2 separate regions of the Zea mays genome follow, and region 1 is linked to region 2. The links are chromatin contacts, called in public Hi-C maps. All regions are on one chromosome and are shown on one strand. Each heading gives the region's core, a stretch centred on a gene start, on an enhancer-like site or on the middle of the called end of the contact. The rest is flanking DNA. Distances are from core to core; before and after follow the strand shown.

The links. Hi-C and Micro-C count contacts between places; a contact is called where the count stands out from the background.
Region 1: a Hi-C map of leaf mesophyll shows a contact between it and region 2, with 2.0 times the contacts expected there. The contact joins the promoter of LOC100279707 here to the promoter of LOC100191248 in region 2.

Annotation. Positions count from the first base shown.
Region 1 is chr9:12,546,945-12,553,280 of Zm-B73-REFERENCE-NAM-5.0, forward strand. LOC100279707 reads left to right here and starts at 3,955. Exons shown (of 7, transcript NM_001152667.1): 1 at 3,955-4,315; 2 at 5,717-6,148. The coding sequence starts at 3,959.
Region 2 is chr9:12,410,410-12,416,928 of Zm-B73-REFERENCE-NAM-5.0, forward strand. It overlaps LOC100191248, which reads right to left and starts at 3,708. Exons shown (of 6, transcript NM_001136682.2): 1 at 3,361-3,708; 2 at 2,762-2,950; 3 at 2,479-2,658. The coding sequence starts at 2,914.

The DNA of each region.
Region 1 (6,336 bases), core at 2,705-5,204, 140 kb after region 2:
TTCAACCCTTTCCCTCTCTCAAACGGTCACCTAGACTGAGTGAGCTTCTCTTCTCTTGGGACACTAAGTCCCCATAAGGACCACCACACAATTGGTGTCTCTTGCTTTGATTACAAAGAACTTGGAAGCAAGAATAGAGGAAGAAGAAAAGCGATCCAAGCGCAAGAGCTCAAAAGAACACAACAAAATTCTCTCTTCTAGTCACTATTGCTTTGAGTGGAATTGGGACTTGGAGAGATTTTGATTAACTCTATTTGTGTCTTGTATTGAATGCACTAGCTCTTGTATTGAATACACTAGCTCTTGTATTGAATGTGTTGGCTGAAAACTTGGATGCCTTGAAGTGTTGGTGGTTGGGGGTATTTATAGCCCCAACCACCAAATTGGCCGTTAGGGAAGGCTGCTGTCGTATGGCGCACCGGACAGTCCGGTGCACCACCGAACACTGTCCGGTGCGCCAGCCACGTCACCCAACCGTTAAGGTTCGACCGTTGGAGCTTCTGACATGTGGGCCACCGGACAGTCCGGTGGTGCACCGGGCAGGTCCTGTTCACCGTCCGGTGCGCCATTTGGCGCCTGCTCTGACTCTGCGCGCGCAGTCGGCACTGTTCACTGTTTACTTTTGCAGTCGACCGTTGGCGCTGTAGCCGTTACTCCGCTTGGCACACCGGACAGTCCGGTGCTACACCGGACAGTCCGGTGAATTATAATGGAGGGCAATTCCAGAAACCCGAAGGTGACAAGTTCAGAGTGATTCTCCCTGGTGCACCGGACAGTCTGGTGCGCCAGACCAGGGCTGCCTTCGGTTGTCTTTTGCTCTTTTTATTTGAACCCTTTCTTGGACTTTTTATTGGTTTGTGTTGAACCTTTGGCACTGTAGAACTTATAATCTAGAGCAAACTAGTTAGTCCAATTATTTGTGTTGGGCAATTCAACCACCAAAATTATTTTAGGAAAAGGTGTGAGCCTATTTCCCTTTCATTGGTGTTATGATATATTCATATACACACATGCTACTTTTTTCTTGGGTTTAGAATGTTGCATCCATGTTTGTGAAGGGGAAGGAAAATATGAAATAAAAACCAGAACTTAAGACAATATTTTATAAGTGGGAACATAAATATTTTAAAACTTTTTTGGAACAAGCAAACATGTTTATATTCCAGGTTTCTGCCTATTAGGATATAAATTTAAGATTATAAGATATTGCAAATAAAATTGATTTAGCTACAAATACATGCCAATTGAAACTCAATCCATAGAATTGAAGCTCAAATGATTATGTTGGCGCCGATCCAGGCGCCAATCACTGCAATGAGTACTGGCGGCGGCACTCTCTGCGAAAGTGCGGACAGTCCACGACCGAGGGCCGGACGGTCCGCGACCTGACGTGGAGGTTAGGGTTCCTTCCTAACGAGCCGGATGATCCACGTGTGCGCAAAGGCAGCGGAGTTCGTCGAACAACACCTAGATCACGCTTTCGAGAGGGACCCCGTAGGGGAGAGAGATCCTAGGGGTTGTTCTGGGATCGAAATGCCACCCAAGAGCTACTAGATCTATCAGGCCTAACTCATATTAGCCAGAGAAGAAGTGATCATGGAATTTTAGTTCTAAATTCTTCCACAAATAAATAGAGTTAGGCGGCAGCGTGACGTACCAAGCAAATGTAGTCCCAGTTGGAGACAATGAAAATAAACGGACGCGTAATGCCTCTGTATCGGCCAATTCTCCTAACTATGATAGGAACTGTCCTATGTGCTCGTGCATGCTTTTACCTTGCTCACACAAAAATTTTGCAAATTTGGGTATCCTTGTTCCTTGTGGGTACGAGTGTAGTCAAATCGACTGTCATAGGGTTTTCGATATGATTGTCCTCCCCCGGGATCATGCTAACTTCGAGCTTATCTCAGAACGCCCAACTATCTCTTCTCTTACTATGTCAATAGCGGGTGGTGTTAGTCCACCGACCCTTTGGTCCAGCACAAGTGTGGGTGTTTTGGGTATTATGTTGTCTTACTGCCCATGTGGTTGGGTTATGTGGAACATTAATGTTGCCCCTGGTGGCTCATATGGCTGGTCGTCTCTTTCCGGCCTTCTAGGGGGCCGAAAAGTACTCATCCCCACGTGTCTGGACTGTCGTATTATGGTACTGAGGTGCCATGGGGTGTAACAGAAGGTTTGGCTGGGACAGACATAAAGATGAGGAATGATAATTAACATTACGTTCCATATACTCTGTGTCGGAATGTCTGGTATCAGATCGTCCGGCTGTGTGCGCGGACTGTCTGATCGTATAGCCGGACCTTCCGGTGATGTATTCGGACTGTTGGACCATATGCGCGGACGGTCCGAAAGGGTCTGTTAGGGTTTGTGCAAAATATGGTGGCCATGGCGCGGACTTTGGTAACTCGGTTCGGAAAACGGGGCCGGTCGCAGCTGGTCCGAACAGTCCGCACTCAGGCGCGGATGGTCTGGCCGTGCGCAGATCGACGAATTTACCCCCGATTTGTGCAGGAGACCGTGGTTGTCCAAGATATGTATCTATCGGCATCCCATAAAGTGGTTGGGATTGGCCATGTCAATTTGTAGTCGATGGATCGTGTGCATTTTCCCTAGTCTTACCCTCATGCGATGAAAAATTAGCAACATCGGATTTACCAAATATACGTGCTAGCCTCTTATAATCCTCTTGCATACCCCTAGTATCTGTTGCATGTGTTCTCGTTGCTCATCTAGTAAGATCTAAGGGATTGAATTTCGTTTGTTTCACTTACTTTGGGGTAGTTGTAGTAGATCGGAGCGAAGCCAGATCAGTCACCAGTTGTCGAACGACCTTGTTGTTTCTATTCACTTTGAAGTTGGCTAGTCACTTTGCTTTTGCTTCCTTGATCAACTGGAGCCGACAAGGTTTCCCAAGTTAGCTCAATGATATTGATGGGGAGACATCAGAGCTACCTTTTGAACCGGCCATTAAGAGCCGATCTGATAGGTCCTCACACGATGTCCCCAACAGAGTCACCAAAAAATGTGTTGACGCCGATCCGGGTGCCAATCACTATGATGAGTATTGACGGTGGTGCTTCCTGTGAAACTACGAACGGTCCACGGTCGGGGGCTGGACGTTCGCGACCTGGCGCAGGGCGGGCAGGGGCCTTGGTCCCCTAACCCTCTCGTACTGCTTATGTACATACAATATAAAACATAGATTTTTCTTTGGTCAAAATAAATTTCTCTATTTAAATAAAATTTTGTTGTATTTTTAAAGTAAAACACAGAAGTGGTCCACGGTCCGGGCTAGACGTCCGCGACCAGCGCAGGGCGGGCAGATGCCTTGGTCCCCCTAACCCTCTCGTACCGTTTATGTACATACAATATAAAACATAGATTTTGCTTTGGTCAAATCAAATTTCTCTATTTAAGTAAAAATTTATCGCATTTTTTAAGTAAAACACAGTCAAAAACCGTTTTCTTAAATTTAAAAATGAAAACAGGCCAGGAAATTTGAAAAAAACCGTTCGTTTTTTCGTTCTGGGCGATTAGCGAGAAACTAGTAAAAAACGGGATGATTAACCTGATTGCCACAACACGCATCACAATTCACAAGTGGCATGGGCAGACAAGAAGTCCGCCTTGCGAAGTCCGCCCTGTTGCGTTGAGAAAGAGAAGAGGTGAGCCTGTTGCAGTGTTGCCCGTCTCCGGCGCCTCCAAAGTCCCACGACCCCAAAACTCTGTGGGCCCGCGAACCCATTCTCCATATACACAGGGGTAACGCTCCGCCTCGCAGCCAGCAGGACACCACTCATCTTCCTTCCCCCCCGCCTCGTTTCCATCGCCGCCACTCTCTTGCTCCCCCGTACCATCCCTCGCCACCGCCACCGCCGTCGCTATGCAGAGCCTCCTCGTGCCCACTGCTGCATCGGCCCCGGTGGCGGCTCCGCGGGCTCGGCGGAATCTCCCTATGCGCCTCTCCGTCCGCGCCTCCGCGACGGCGGCAGCGGCACCGCGGCGGGAGACGGATCCCAAGAAGCGGGTGGTGATCACGGGGATGGGGTTGGTCTCCGTGTTCGGGAACGACGTAGACGCTTACTACGACCGCCTGCTAGCCGGGGAGAGCGGCATCGGGCCCATCGACCGCTTCGACGCCTCTAAGTTCCCCACCCGCTTCGCCGGCCAGATCCGGGGCTTCTCGTCCGAGGGCTACATCGACGGAAAGAACGACCGCCGCCTCGACGACTGCCTCCGATACTGCATCGTCAGTGGCAAGAAGGCTCTCGAGGCTGCCGGTATTGCCCACGGCTCCAAGCCCATGGAAAAGGTAGCTAGCGCTGGAAACACACCTCGGAATGCCTTTTGTTCTAAATGCTGCACTTTTAGTGGCAAGTAGAGCTGCCAATTGCCTAGTTACGTTGGGATCTTTCCGTCAGATATTAACTGTCCTGTGGTATCGCACTTTTGATAAACCAGGGGACGTTGCTTGGTTCATTGTGTGATGGTGATTACAATTTCCTTTTTTCTTTGGATTGAGATGTGATCTCCGGGGATAATGAGATTCGTCACCTTGATGGCTTAGATACAGAGACGCCAAGTAGTGGCAGGATATGCCATCTTAGCTTGGCCTGAGGAGTAACACTTGTGCTCAGTTTTTATTTACATTGTAAATGTGGTGTCTTATAGGGCAAAAGAGCAAATGTCCTGCATTTAGAATGATATTTAATCTTCTTTATTTTTAGTGTATATCTGATATAAAAACTGGGTGACTTTTAAATGGCATATATAATAATGGCATGCTACTATGCTTTGAGGCCACTCAAAGCCAAATGTGGTGTACTGGAAATTACTCTTGTGAGTATGCCAAATGTGGTGTACTGGAAATTACTCTTGTGAGTAAATTGCCTTCGCTTGGCTCTTACTTTCAAGGTAAAATAAGTGAAGATTAGTGCTTAATAAATCATGGCTGCAACAATGCCTTTTGAAAATTCATTTAAACTTAGTAGAACTCAGTATAATATATTTGTGACTAGTTTTAACTGAAACAAAGGTGTAGTTTAATTAAAAAGAATGATTGGTGCAACAGGTTTAATTCAGAGTAATGTACAAGCTTTGCGAAAATCTGTTGTTTCATTTGATGATTCACTTGCACTATGGTGTTTTTTCTAGCAAAGTTCTCTCTTCTTCCAGGCTTATTGTGGTGGGATAATGTCATCAAAAGTATATTTTAATCATTAGTTTGTATTAGAATATTGCTGATCTCTACAAAACCAATGTTGCATTAAAAGTAGTTCGTATAAATCTATTGATATAACTTTTATTTCCTCAACATGCATAATTTGACTAATTGTTGCCGAGGCATACGAAGTATGATTTCTTCAAAACAAACATGCCCTACAGGTCAGAGGGAGTAGCATTTCTGGGTTAAATCAAATTCTCTTCTAGCAAATGATTTGTACATTCTTGATGGTAGTTTCATCTGCCAAAGGGTAGGCCTAGTGTCGGAGGCTCCACACGTGTGAGGTCTGGGGAAGGGATAAACGGAGGCAAGCCTTCCACCCGCAAATGCGGAGAGGCTGCTTCAAAGTTGAAACCCGCGACCTGGTGACTTAGTGAGACAAATCTCACCAGTTTTATCTGCTAGTTTCATATTTTCACTGGTCCTATAAGATTTTTTTACTGTTGATACTACATTTGATGCTAATTGGTAAAACATTCTCTCTGACAGATTGACAAAACCCGGGCTGGTGTGCTTGTGGGCACTGGTATGGGTGGCCTCACGGTGTTTTCTGATGGTGTTCAGAATCTCATTGAGAAGGGCTACAGAAAAATAACTCCTTTCTTCATCCCATATGCTATAACAAACATGGGTTCTGCCCTGCTTGGAATGGATATTGGTTTCATGGGTCCAAACTACTCCATCTCAACTGCCTGTGCTACCTCGAACTACTGTTTCTATGCTGCAGCAAACCATATCCGTAGAGGCGAAGCGGATATAATGATAGCTGGAGGCACTGAAGCTGCAATTATTCCAATTGGTGTTGGTGGCTTTGTTGCATGTAGAGCACTGTCACAGAGGAATGATGACCCTAAAACAGCATCCAGGCCTTGGGACAAGGATCGTGATGGTTTTGTCATGGGTGAAGGAGCTGGAGTCCTGGTATGATATATTAACATTATCTGATATTTTGTTAAGCCTATAAACTGCAAAAGGAATTATTTTTTGTTTAGCAGTTTGTGGCTTATGTGGGTTTCAACTCTAGCCTACCCCAACTTGCTTGAGATTAAAGACTTTTGTTGTCGTTGTTGTTAACAGCTTGTTAGGAGTAACTTCCACCCAGTTTTAAT
Region 2 (6,519 bases), core at 2,458-4,957:
TTTCCTACATATGCTATCCCAAAATCATCCTCCTGTTACCACAAATCCCTAATGCAAAGCAGAGCATAATGGTCAAGGAATATATTTGTGGCAGGGCCTAAGGAGGCCCACGGAGGGGCTGCGACCTATTCCAGCTGCCTGTCCATGTGCGCCTGTTGCGACCTATTCCATGTGCCCATCCATGTGTGCCCCTTTCATACAGATGGTGTCCATGGGATCCAGGTGGCTGGCAAGTCCAATGCACGGAGGGTGTCTGCCTCATCTTATGGGGTCATAAAAAATTCAGATTCGGAATAATAAGATAAGCCGAGATGTAAAAGGCTTGTCTTCTAGGTGTCTGGTTTTAGGTCAAGTAGACTCGATCTTTGAGCGCTCGTCATGCTGCAGCTCGAGGCCGAGTTGATTGTCCAGGAGGAGTGTAGTGTCAGGGCCTAAGGAGGCCCACGGAGGGGTGCGACAGCAGCAGCCATGGACCCTCCAAGGGGGATTAGATAAGGATAGTTAGAGATAAGATTAGAAGATTAGTTGAGATTATTTAGGAGATTAGTTGAAATTATTTAGGAAAGTTATCAGTTAGTTTGTTGAGAGTTTTTAGGAGTTTTAAGGAGATAAGGATCTCTAGCTAGACAGGGGCGGTCAGCCGGCCTATTTATGTAATCAATGGATGACAAATAAAGTAGGCAAGAATTAAAAGGGAGAAACCCTCCTCTTGCTCGGCCGTGGGCATATAGGCCCCCGCCCGACATCGATACCCCTCTCCAATCCCTCACCGATCTAGCGACCATAACAATTTGCACGAGTGGACTTTTGAAGGATTGGAATCCTATCGAAAATTTTCAATGAAGAAATTTTGAAGGATTGAGATCCTATAGGAAATTTTCCTATGTGGCCCTTCAGAACAAAGGATTGGGTTTCTACAAATCCTATAAAAATCCTATGGAATGGCCCATTGTATTGAGATTTTGGAGGATTTCTAACCAAGGTTATTAAAACGACGAAAGGTTGAAACACTCATGGGTAGAGTTTTGACTTTTAAACGTTTTAAACATAGGAAAGCTTCAATATATCGTAATTTCAGACAATAACCAACATAAGTTCACATGATAATATTGTGCAAAATGACATGTCCACAAACACATTACCACAATAACACAAGTTCAAAGACAACCGCAAACAAAGTGAAATGAGATGTGACAAATTAGCTATATCTTTTGCTTCGCACTTCCAATGACTACTCTAACTCAGTCTCACAGGTATGGCTTGTATCTAAGAAACATGTAACAATTAGCTAGAAGGAAAAGAATAGTTCCATAGTACAATTATCAGATGCACAGAGTACCTAGTAACAAAAAGGAAAGTAGGATTATATAGGTATCACATGACCTTTTTGACGGAACCACCTTTAACCTCCAACTTTACCATTTCCTTGACAATTCACCATTAAAAGTTTAACAGTGATTGTCAAATTCTTAGTAATTTGGGACTTAACACGGAATATTCAGTTGCAGCCTGGAAACCTGATGCTTTCCGTTGGCTACCAGGTGCTTCGGGGGAGTGCTCTGCTAGAACAGCATACCAACATTTCTTGGCTGGTTCTGTGGATTTTGAGCCAGGTGAAAGGATATGGAAGAGTTGGGCACCCCCTAAGTGCAAATTCTTCATTTGGCTTGCTTCCCTTAATAGGTGTTGGACGGCGGATCGTCTAGCACGTAGAGGTCCTGACACCCGGGGAAATGCGTTCTTTGACCTTTGTGATCAGCAGCAGGAGACAATTCAACACATCTTGATTTCATGTGTGTTCTCCAGGAATATATGGTGGCAGATCTTAAGTAGAGTGGGGCTGCAGCTTGTGTCACCAGGGCTGGAGGTATCTATGTTCCAGGATTGGTGGAGTGTGGCTGAAGGTCTTGTGCCAATTTTGCAGAAATGGTTTCAACGTAATGGTTATTCTTGTGGCTTGGTGGATCTGGAATCACAGAAATGCTTGTGCTTTTTTATGGTGTTTCTCCAAATACGAGTTCAGTTCTACAGCATATCCATGAGGATGCCATGCTTTGGGAATTGGCAGGTGCTAAGGCACTGAGAAGGTTGTGGCCTTGATTTGGGGATGTCTTAGTTATTTCTCTTTTTTCCCTTTTTTGTATAGTCCTTTGTTTGGTTTTTTCCCTGCTTTCTTTGGATATTTGTCACCCTGTACGTGGTCTTCTTTAGACCTTTCTCTCTACTTAATATAATGATGTGCAGTTCTCCTGCGTGTTCGATAAAAAAGTTTAACAGTGTGTTCTTGTTTGTATAATATGAAGCCTACTGGTAAGCAACTGAGTATCAAGTCCTTGGTCGGCGCATCACATGAAATTAAGTTTGGCTACAAGCATGAAACCCCGTCTCATGATGTCCATATTTACCACCAGCAATTCATAGCAGAGGCATATATATTAGACATTAGAAGTTACTAATCCACCATAAACAACAATTTACCTCTATATCCACAGCTATTTTCTTGTCCCCGATGGTCCTTCCTGCTCCAACAGCAACAACCTCACCTCCTTGTGGTTTAGTCTGGGCAGTAGATGGAAGCAAAATGCCACCAACTGTCTTCTCCTCTGCGGCACCAAGCTTCACAAGCACCCTATCTCCCAGAGGCTTCAGTGAAGTGTACTGTAACATGGCATCGCATTAAACTCGAATGTACAAGCATACCTACATTCTATAGAACACTTGGAAGTGAATCGTGAGCATACAGGCTAAGGTCGTATTATACCTTTGGGGTGACGACAGTTGCAGCCTTAACGACCAGGCTACGGATCGAGCGCCTCGACGAGCAGACCCGTAGCGCTGCGTGCCGAGAGACTAGGCTCTTGTTCGTGAAGGCCACTGCAGCGACTCCAGCACCAGAGAGCTGCACGAACGACATTCTTGTGTGCTCTCCAAACGATTAGAAACTGCGATGCTGCAATTTCAGACAGACACTAACTGAGCTTAAATTGGCCAAAAACCAACCTAATATCGAGGGAAATGTCATAACCATCGAAATCTCAGAGAAATGATGGAAACTACGAGAAATACGCGCCAGCTTGTTAAGATTCAACCGCAGAAAATATTGGTCAACCAATCCCCACCCACATGACACTGGAGCTGGGCAGATTAGAGTCCACTCGATCCACACATATGGAAGAACTCGACCAAATCAAGCGCGCCTCCTGCAGTACCAAACGCCTCACTGAATCTACACGCCCATCCACAGAACGAGAAACGATGGGAACCCCAAACGGATCGGAGCACACCAAATAGACTCCCCAATCCCACTCCTAGACACGCCAGATCCAACAGCCAATAAGCGGGAACCGCAGCGGGTGCTACCTTTTGGCTGGGGCCGAGGGGGTGCGCTTCGGAATCCGGCTGCCGTGTGCGAGAAGCGAGATGGGGGCAGAGGAGGGGAGAAGATAAACCCTATATGCGAGGAGAGCAGAGCAGAGCAGAGGCGTCGAGGCCCAGCCCCCGCTTTATCACCAGCGCCCGCGCGTCCGCTACGCCGCGGCCTTTGGATTACCGTGGTCCGATTTGGGCTTGCGCACGCGAATTCCGATTGAATTTGGATGGATTTGGTTGGGGTAAGCTACTCTGGAGGTGTACGGTACCGGCTTGAACCGAGCGGGGCTATAAACCGTTTGGCTTGGTTGGTTGGTGGAATGGCTGTGTCCGTAATGGACTGGATGGTTCTAGAACGTGCTAGGGAGTAGGGAGTGTGCTTGAAAGGGCCGGACCAGTGACGACACCGTTGGCATTGTGATTTGTGCATTTTCTGACGTGACTAAAGTTTAAATTGTCTCCAGCATAAGTTTAAAGTAGAGGACGCCAAATCATAGATAATATTGTTTATATAGTGGAGTTTGAAGTAATGAATCAGACATGGGTCTTTTTATAGCCTTAGTCGCGAAAGTAGTTTGTTTGATTTCGATGAGTAAGCCTCATTTGGTTTGAGGGACTAAAGATTAGTTCCTCCATTTTAGTCTCATTTAGTTCCTAAATTGTCAAACGGTGTGACTAAAACAGGGACTAAACTGCTTTAGTCCCTAGTCCCTCAAGATGTAGCTAAAAGGGACTCAATCATATTAATTCCATATTTGCCCCTCATTTAGTTCAATTGTACTAAGGCCCTATTTGGTTCCCTTAGTCACTAGACTAAATTTTAGTGACTAAAGTTTAGTCGCTAAAGTACCCCGTTTGGTTCCAGTGACTAAACTGGACTAAAGAGCATTAACTGCTGTGAATAATGACTATTTTACCCCTATTACTTAATGGATGTTTGCTATAAGAAGAAAGTGGAGAGAACAAATAAGGTAAAAATACTACTTTAGTCCCTTTTAGTCACTCTCTTAGTGACTAAAGAACTAAAGTTTAGTCACCCCACTTTAGTCACCATGTTTACTTCTTTAGAGACTAAAAGTGACCAAACTTTAGTCACTAAACTTTAGTCACCCCAAACCAAACGGGGCCTAATACCATGAGAATGTTAAAGGTTATTTTAGTCTTTTTATGAGTCATTTAGTATATTCTTACTAATTTTAGTCCCTAGAACCAAACATGCTAAGGACTAAACTTTGGTCCCCTAACTAAACTTTAGTCCCTAGACTAAAGAAACCAAACATGGCCTAAAGCTAACTAAAGAGCATTAATTACTATATATAAAGACTTAGGCCCTGTTTGGTTCCTTTAGTCACTAGACTAAATTTTAGTGACTAAAGTTTAGTCGCTAAAGTACCCTGTTTGGTTCCAGTGACAAAACCGGACTAAAGAGCATTAATTACTGTGAATAATGACTGTTTTACCCCTATTAATTAATGGATGTTTGCTATAAGAAGAAAGTGCAGAGGGCAAATAAGGTAAAAATACTACTTTAGTCCCTTTTAGTCACCCCTTTAGTGACTAAAGAACTAAAGTTTAGTCACCTCATTTTAGTCACTATGTTTGCTTCTTTAGTGACTAAATGTGACTAAACTTTAGTCACTAAACTTTAGTCACCCTAAACCAAATGGGGCCTTAATTACCCTTATTTAATAGAGGACAAATGTAGTAAAATGTCACTTTAGTCACATTTACTCACCTGTGACCGAGACCATTCTCAATGTAGGTTTTATTGCACGGTTTTCAAAAGGGACACATCAGCTTTTGTCTATTGTCGACGTTTTGGACCCGCGAGGACCCTCAACCGACCAGTGAATTTGACGCTGCGTGTCCCTGACCAGATGGGTTGATGCAAGATGAAACACGAGAGGGAGGTGAGGCTTATATTATCTTGCACCGGGGTGCTCGTAGTAGGGGTTACAAGCTTCGCGAGAGAGGATGTGGCCTTGGAGTGAGTCGTCTGAGTTAGCCCCTCTCGCCCTTGCCTCCGCTTCCGCCCCCCTTGGGAAGGCCTTGGGCATCCTCTTTTATAGATACAAGGGGATGGTCCAGCTGTAAATATGGGGGTGTAGCTATGTGCTAACGTGGCCGGCGGAGAAGTGCTTGAGCCCTGTAGCTGGCGGTGCGGCCCTGGGTCCTACTGACGTTTCTTTGCCTTCGTAGAGAGCTGAGAACAATCAACGTCATGGACGCATGCAGGGAACCATCATTACATGTTGCCGGAGTAATCTAGATGTGACACCGGTCTTGTTCCTTCGTAGCCTGAGACGGCTAGCTAGAGATAGGGTAATGATGTATCCCCTATAGCGTAGTCGGTCCGAGGTAGAGGTCGGGCGAGGCGGCGACTTCTCCTGAGGCCGAGGCTGAGGTCAGGCGAGGCGGGGACCTTCTCCCGAGGTCGAGACTAAGGCCGAGGCCTGGAGTCGGGTGAGGTGGAGACCTTCTCCCGAGGTCGAGACTGAGGCCGAGGCCTGGGGTCGGGCGAGGCGGAGTTCCCTGTTGCGCCCGAGGCTGAACTCGGGAGAGGCAGTGACTTACTGTTGTTAGTCTTACCCTGGTGGTTGGCACAGTAGTCGGAACGGGGTGAATAGCGTTGTTTTCCTGTCAGAACGATCAGTAAAGGGGTGAAGTGACTGCGGTCATTTCGACCTTGCCAACTGAGGCGCGCGTGTCAGGATAAGGTGTCGGGCGATCCTCGCATTAAATGTGCATGCGATACGGTCGGTTGGTAAGGCGATTTGGTCGAGGTTGCTATACGACAAAGTTTGCCTGAGCTTAGCCTCGGGCGAGCCGGGGGTGCACCCGTTGCCTGAGGAGGCCTTCGGGCGAGTCGTGAATCCATCCGGGACTACTTGTTCTTACCTGAGGCCGGGCTCGGGCGAGACGAGATCGCATCCCTTGGCAGACGAGGCTTCAACTTTGAACCACGCTTACCGGTCTTTACGGTCTGTTTTGAGGATGTTTTCCAGCCATGCTTAGGAGTATTGGGGGTACCCCTAATTACGGTACCCGATAGTAGCCCCCGAGCCTCAAAGGGAGTGTAGGCACTCGCTTGGAGGTTCTGCCGGATCTTTTGCAAAGGGACTAGCCTTTCTCGGTTATATTTTGTTCCGA